Regions from separate parts of the Mus musculus genome. Here region 2 is linked to region 1. The links are chromatin contacts, called in public promoter capture Hi-C maps. All regions are on one chromosome and are shown on one strand. The core of a region is the stretch at or near the end of the contact, and the rest is flanking DNA. Distances in the headings are between cores, read along the strand shown. Region 1 overlaps Parg (poly (ADP-ribose) glycohydrolase). Region 2 overlaps Chat (choline acetyltransferase).

Region 1 (3,425 bases), core at 457-2,956:
AGAATGGCCAATCAGTAGGCACCAGGGACCCATCTGTCTCTGCCTCCCTATTGTGAGGGTTATGGGCAAGCATCAGTTTTTATATAGTTTTACACAGGTACTGAGGATCTGAACCCAGGCCTCATGCTTGTAAGCACTTGGCCCACAGAGTTGTCTCTGCAGTTCCTGTATTAATTCTGTCTTTTCCTTCCCTCCCTCCCTCCCTCCCTCCTCCTCCTTCTCTCTCTTTTCCTCTCTTTCTTTTCCTTTCTTTTCTTTTCTTTTCTTTTCTTTTCTTTTCTTTTCTTCCTTCCTTCCTTCCTTCCTTCCTTCCTTCCTTCCTTCCTTCCTTCCAAATTTTAATTTGCCTTGCATTAGTTCTTAAGAATAAGATGCTGGGTTGGTGAGGTGACTTAGTGCATAAAGGTATTTGTTATCCAGCCTGAGAATTTGCACTCAGTTCCTGGACTCTGTATGGTGAGAGGAAAGAACTGACTCTTGCAAGGTGTCCTATGACCTCCGCAAGTGCACTGTGGCAGACGTGTCCTACCACACATTGAAAACAAGTGGAAAAATTTAAAATAATAAGATGTGAAAATGACATTTAACAAAAGCACTTGCTGCCTTTTTCTTTTTTAGCAAGAGTTACAAAACAATTCTTTTCTGAAATAACACATTTTGTAAGTGCCGCAGTGAATGAAAGAACATGCATCTAACTCAGGTACTGTGGCACAAGCCTGTTATCCCAGCACTCAGAAAGCAAAGGCAGAAGAGTTATGAGTTCAAGGCTAGTCTGAGCTATAGAAACCCTGTCTTAAAGGAACGCACATTTATCAATTGGCTTCCCATAGGACAGGCTCTGAGCCAGGCACTTTCTTAATATCAGTTTACATAAGGATCAGCTGTATTAAATCTGCAGGGCTTTTTGTCATTGTTTATTTTGTGTTTTGTTTTGTTTATTTGGTCTCATGGGAATTTGATAATTATGTTGGGAGACAACTGTGAATTTCTCTTAAAAATAAATCAGACAGAAAAGAACATTGGGAAAACTAAATAAGGACAGTCTCCAAGTTCAGACTGGTAACTAATTTTTGTGTGGAAAAATCTACATTTTAAAAATCCGTCATCTTGCCGGGCATGGTGGTGCACGCCTTTGATCCTAGCACTTGGGAGTGCAAAGGCAGGCGGATTTCTGAGTTCGAGGACAACCTGGTCTACAGAGTGAGCTGCAGGACAGTCAGGGCTACACAGAGATACCCTGTCTCGAAACAAAACAAAACAAAACAAAAATCCGTGATCTGAAGCCTTGAGGTCAAGGGAGTGATGGGTACTGCCCAGCACAGGCTAAGGCCTGCATTCTCCCTAGCACCAAAAGACAAGAGAAGAAAAAAGGTGCATGGGAGAGGCAAGGAAAGAAGTGAGCAGAAAAGACAAGAGCAAGCACAAGTCAGGAGAATCTGGTTAAAGCCCTTGGCTTGGTCACTGTTCAGCTTTGGGCATGGAGCGAGTTACCCAGTGTCCAAGGCTTCGTCTGTCTCTAGCTAGAGGCACGAGCAGTGTCTCTTGTCTTGAGCAGTGGTTAGGATTAAAGCAGGCCATGCAGGATGGAAGCAGGAGTCCAGAAGAATGGAAGGCCACTTGAGCCTGGGAGTTTAAGCACAGCCTGTGTGGCATAGCAACAGATGCCCCAAGAAGAAAGCTCTGACACTGCATTTAAAGTGCTAAGTGGAGTGTCTAGTATAGTGTAAGCAATCATTCTGCTGCCTCCCCCACTGTTGGTTACAGTAATCGAAACCATTCCACTTGCAGCTGACTGGGAAGAATCTTTTGTAAATCAAATGTAAGCCATAGCTGCACACTGACATAAATATCGGCAGGTGGGAAACAAATACAAACCACGTCACTGTGCTCAACAGACAATGTATCTGCTTTACCTGCTGTCATCTATGCTCAGGCACTGGACTGACTAAACTTTATTTAGATTAAAAATATCTTGAAAGTAATTATTAGAACTACTCTGAGATAACATACTTATATAATTTCTAAAATACCTCATTAATGCTAATCATTGACCAAGTCAGCTGAAATTCTTCCTGAAATACTTCCATAAGACAGGCAGTGTGCCAGCTAAACGGACCTGAATGAAAGGAAATTCCCCCACCTGCCAGGCTATTTCAAGACTCATTCTTTGAACATAAAGTCTAGAAGTACTCTATATTCTATAACAGTGGTTCTTAACCTGTGGGTTGTGACCCCTTTGGGGGTCATATGACCCTTTTACAGGGGCGGCATATCAGATACTAACATTACAATTCATAGCAGTAGCAAGATTACAGTTATAAAATAGCAACAAAATCATTCTATAGATGGGGTTCACCACAACATGAGGAACTGTACGAAAGGGTCAGAGCTTTAGTAAGGTTGAGAACTATTGTTCTATTGATAAATGTTTTCAGTGTTGGAGATACGTATCACCAGCCTATTATATATACACACATGTATACATATATGTGTCTCTGTGTGTGCATGTACATATATCTCCTATATATAACATTTTCGTGTCTCTGAGACAAGAAATTAAAGGTTAGTGATACAAGTACATGTAGAGTGTCAATTAGCCATAAGGAATTTTAAGACTTGTTTATGCTCAAGGATTGCATTAACATATCATAATTATGGATTTATTTCCCTTAAAATGACATTTATCCCACCCCGCCACTGTGTCTGTCTGATTGTGCATAAGTACCTTGTACACATAGAGGGTGGAGGACAATTTAAAGGAGTTGGTTTTCTCTTTCCACCATGTAGGTGCTAGGACCTGGAGATCAAATTTAGATCAGGCTTAGTGGTAAGTGCTTTTATTCACTGAGCCATCTTACTGGCCCCAATAATTTCTTTTAAAAGTGAATATTTCAGTCCCCTGCAGGAAAGCATATCTGAGAATATAAGCTTCAGCCATAAAAATGGGAAACTTATGTTAATATTATGCAACTACAACTAAGCACATTTTTATTTTACCTTTCTTTCATATATTTCTTTCAAAACATCTGCTTAAACAAATATCTTTGAGTTTCAAAAAGCATGTAACAAGGTCCCATAGACATGCTTATGTAAGGAACGCCCATGAGATTCTGAAGATTAATCTAACTGTCTTGATACATTCAATCATAAAACATCTTGGACTTGAAGGCAATAGCTTCAGGTTGAACATTTATAACAGTGAAAACAAGTTATATTTATCTGTTTTGTTGTTGTTGTTGTTTGTTTTGAGTACAGGGGATGTAACCCAGGGCTCACACATGCTAAGCAAGTACTCTATCACCAAGCTATATCACTAGCCAGAGTACTGAAAATGTCCACAGCTACTTATAAAATAAAAATGTCAGTACCAGCCAGACCCAAGTACGTGGAGTGAGCAGTGTAGAGCTGTTAACATTCACAAGAAC
Region 2 (3,767 bases), core at 561-3,060, 150 kb before region 1:
CCATGTGAAAGATGGTAGGGTGGAGTGGTCACCATTTAGTGGAGCTGGAAGTCCCAGCTTTCATGAGAAACCATGGCGTCTCTATCCTCAGAGGTGGAGGTGCCTCAGTACAGATCAGTGATAGCACACCAGGTTCTCTGCTGGCCTTGAGGTGACAGCAGGGGGCAGAACTGATAGATTATGGGTGTATAGAGAGTTGAGTACTTGTACATTATTCCTGTTGATATGTGGCTGAAGTAGAAAGGCTATTATCTAAGAGTTCTCTTTTCTGTGTGTGTTTGTGAGTTTGCTTTGCTTTTTGTTGTTTGGTTTGCTTTACTTTTGGGGGGACAAGGTCTCTCTATTATGTAGCTCTGGCTGGCCTCAAATTCACAGAGAAATACCTACATCTGTCTCCCACGTGCTGGAATTCAAAGGGAGTTGCCACTACAACCTGCTTATCCAAGAGTGCTCTATTTTGCTGTGAATAGAGAAAGCAGGTCTGAGTAGGAACTTTGTCCTTGTATGTGAGTGTTCCCATTTGTGTTTTCATGTTTCTCATTTCTTCTAATCCAGATGTTGACTGTGTTAGATAAAAAAGGAAGGGGGAACTCTCTCTGTGTCGGTTGATTTAAGATGCCGTAACAAAAACCCAACAGACTGGGTGACTCGAGAGTGACTTTCTGACTTATAGGACCCCAGAGTCCAGGATGAAAGCATCAGAAGGATGGTTCCTTCCCCCTGCTCTTGGTTGCAATCTTCTGCCTTCCCATTGTGTGTTTAAAAGGCTTTTTCTCTGTGTCAGTGTCACTGGTGCATCTCCGGATATGGAGCAGTCTTGTCAGCCCCTTCTATGGCTTCATTTAATCCTAGTTATCATTCCAATGGTTCCTTCTCAAAATTCAGTCGTAATGGAGGTTAGATCTTTAATAAGTGATTTGCATGGAGTACAGGTCAGCCCAACACACTCAAAGGACCCATCACAACGGGTCTTTTTTAGGTTGTGAGATTCCTGTCTGGGAGGCTTTCCTCTTTCTATCTTCCAAAGCCTTCCTATGTTTGTTTTAAATACAATATTTATCTATGATATCCAGTGAGAGGGGATGGGGAAAAACAAAACCCAGTCCGTTTTCCTGGAAGACGAGACTCTCCCTCTTGAAAGATTTAAAGGAGATTTTATAACTCAATTCAGATCGGTTCTAATTCAAAAGAGACAGGCTTCATTGATAAAGACATACTTTTGTTACTGTCTTGGCCCCTGGGAGCTGGGATGATAAAGATCACCTCTCCGAGGCCATAGATTAGGGGAAAATATCAAACATCTGATGGAAATTTTATCTCCCAAAAGAAGATATAATCCACTGTTTTAGGAAGGAAGGTTGTTATAATGCACATGGTAGATGATTAGAAGCCTCATGTCTCTAAGACTTCCTGACCTCATCTCCAAGGATGGAAATGTGAACTGTACCATTACGTGATGCACACCAGAGAAGGCAGGAGTCCTGGGCAGGGCTGTGAACAGGTGTGCGTGCCTGTTAGAGAGCGGGACCTGAGAGTCTGACCCTTCTAAAGCAGAGGCCTGAGATACATGCTGTATCTTTGCACATCTGAGTAAGTCTGGAAGCTCCTAACCTCCAGGCCTCTGGAATTTCCACAGCACCAAAGCTGTGAGCCCCTGAGTGTGATCGTCAGGAGAGATTCCGTACTACTCAAGTCCCACCTCTCATGGGCAAGTAGGGGCTTCTTGAGGGAGATTGATTCACTGCATTAAGCAAGATCCCCCTGGTGTGCTCTGTGCAGAGGTCACGAGAGACAAACGACCCCTGCCACAAGCCTCCATCCCACCACCTAGTGTTTCCATTAGACTTGGGCCTCGCTCACAGTAGATGAGTTTGCATGTGCTTCATTTCCTGCCTTTCACAATAAACTTGTCAGTATTTGACGGATCAGCACTTGCATTCAGGGAGATCATTTGCAAGGCCACCTGGCATCCCGGCTCTCCTGTCCTGCCCCCATTTCAGTTTGCCTAATGAGCCAGGGCCTGATTCCTGGTGAGTGGTTCTGAGCTTCTGGGCCAGACACAGCCAGCATTTGATAGTAAGGCCTCAGCCCCTCCTCAGGGATCTTTCTCTGTCTGAAGGAGGTCAAGCCACTAGCATGGAGAGGAACTGTCCGTTGTTTTCTGCCTCAAGCCTGTGCTATGTTGTGTGGCTGAGAGGGGTGTCCCCAGCCTTCCCTCTCCCTTCCAGAGGTTGGATCAGGCTTGCAGCAGCTTCTTCCCTAGTGGGATAAGCTAGCTATGGGCTTCCTGGAGAGCTGCAGCCTGCCTATCCCACACTGCTTTGGGCTTATTTCTAAGAAATCCTGGTTAAGGAAGACACAAAGCCAGGCTTTTAGTATTCCCCAAGAAATGGCCAAGAGGGCAACGATCTATAGCATTCTAGTTGCCGTGGCCCCTCACCAGCTAGCATGATCTTATTCTTCCCACATGCCGAGGCATCCTTGGCTCTACTCCAAGCACATACCTTGGCCCTGATCTTCTTGCAGGGAGGACTCCTCATTCCTGAGTCTGACCTTCTTGGTGGTCTGCTCCCAATCTGGTCTTGGGGTTGAATGTCTGGAACAAATCCAGCCTTCTCCAGTCACTGGGCAATTATTATCAAACCCCATGTTTAAGTAAGGTCTTGGAAATGTCCTACAGTCTGGTTATTTATTTTCTTGTTTCTTCAAGTGGGATGTGAGACTGTTGCCAGTCTCCTGTTGTAGCACACATGCCTGAATTGACACTTGACACATGACAGGTGCTCAGCTGGGCCGTAACCTCACATCACTGTGGTCATCTGGCCTCACCGAAATCCTATAACCTTCACCCTTAAGCTGGAGGACAAGAAGTTTATCCCTAAGTTCCACCCATGTGGCTGGAGTTTGCTTCCAGCCCACCCACCGTCCTGGCTATCACCTCCCGGATGCTTTCCCCCTCCCTCTGACTATGTGGATCTGACACGGGATTGATCAAGTATACTTTCCCCATGTTCTGAAGGCACTGTCTCTACTGGGAAGCTAAAGAGACCCTTAGCACAGCGCACCACACAAGGCTTAGTGCCGTGGCTATCCTCATGGATGCGTGCCAGGGAAAAGAGGGGGATGGAGTGTGGAGAACCCTATAGTAAAGATGAACTCTATCCAGTTCCCAGGCTACCCCTCCTCCTACCTCTCTACTAGGCTTATGAGCAATGGGCCATAGATTCTGGTCCTTTGTGGGGCTTTGACCATTCCTATAAGGCTGCTGAGCTGCTACAGGCCTATCTCTTACCTGGGCACAGATCTCACTCCCATCTGGGCCAGGCTGAGGAAAGTGCCCTGCAATCTGTTACTAATATGGATACTCTTCTTTGCCCACATTAAATGGAAGTCTTTTCTTCAAAGAGTGCATAGACATGGAAAAGTACCCAGACCTGGGAGGCTGCATGACAGCCACTTTGAGGGCCTAGGATGACAGCAGGGTCACACACACGGTGTACAGAAAACGGCAGGCATATGGAAGGGTGACACAGCCCTGTGTGCAGGAGCTGCAGTGTGGAGGAAGGTGGGAAGGGCTTCCTGGAAGTAAAGAGGAGGATCTGACCCAGCATACCCTCCCTGTGCTCCGAAGACAGTGAACGTCCAACCCCGCCCCCATCCCTCATCCCCACCCCCACTGCCTACCTCCTCCCCCTGCCACAGAGCACACAGTGCAAGGCTAAGTCTCACGGCTGTCTTCAGGTTAGAGAGACAAGAGGCATGCTGGG

What was found. Capture Hi-C pulls out chosen DNA fragments and counts their contacts.
Region 2: a contact with region 1 is called in a promoter capture Hi-C map of pancreatic islet. The contact joins two enhancer-like sites. A contact is called at or near these places in 1 of 484 Hi-C or Micro-C datasets (the N1E-115 cell line), 3 of 115 datasets of contacts at active chromatin or transcription factors (bone marrow-derived dendritic cells, embryonic basal ganglia and embryonic stem cells) and 1 of 9 other capture datasets (pancreatic islet).

Annotation. Positions count from the first base shown.
Region 1 is chr14:32,276,057-32,279,481 of GRCm38.p6, reverse strand. The region is part of intron 15 of Parg (poly (ADP-ribose) glycohydrolase); the gene reads right to left. Among named protein-coding and RNA genes, the nearest start is that of Ogdhl, 44 kb to the left of the region's middle. Within about 2 kb of position 1,706, at least 5 of the 459 cell types and tissues checked have an H3K27ac peak or open chromatin away from gene starts, as enhancers often do. A contact at or near this core is called in pancreatic islet, where this site is marked.
Region 2 is chr14:32,427,449-32,431,215 of GRCm38.p6, reverse strand. The region is part of intron 8 of Chat (choline acetyltransferase); the gene reads left to right. Among named protein-coding and RNA genes, the nearest start is that of Slc18a3, 36 kb to the left of the region's middle. Within about 2 kb of position 1,810, at least 12 of the 459 cell types and tissues checked have an H3K27ac peak or open chromatin away from gene starts, as enhancers often do. A contact at or near this core is called in pancreatic islet, where this site is marked.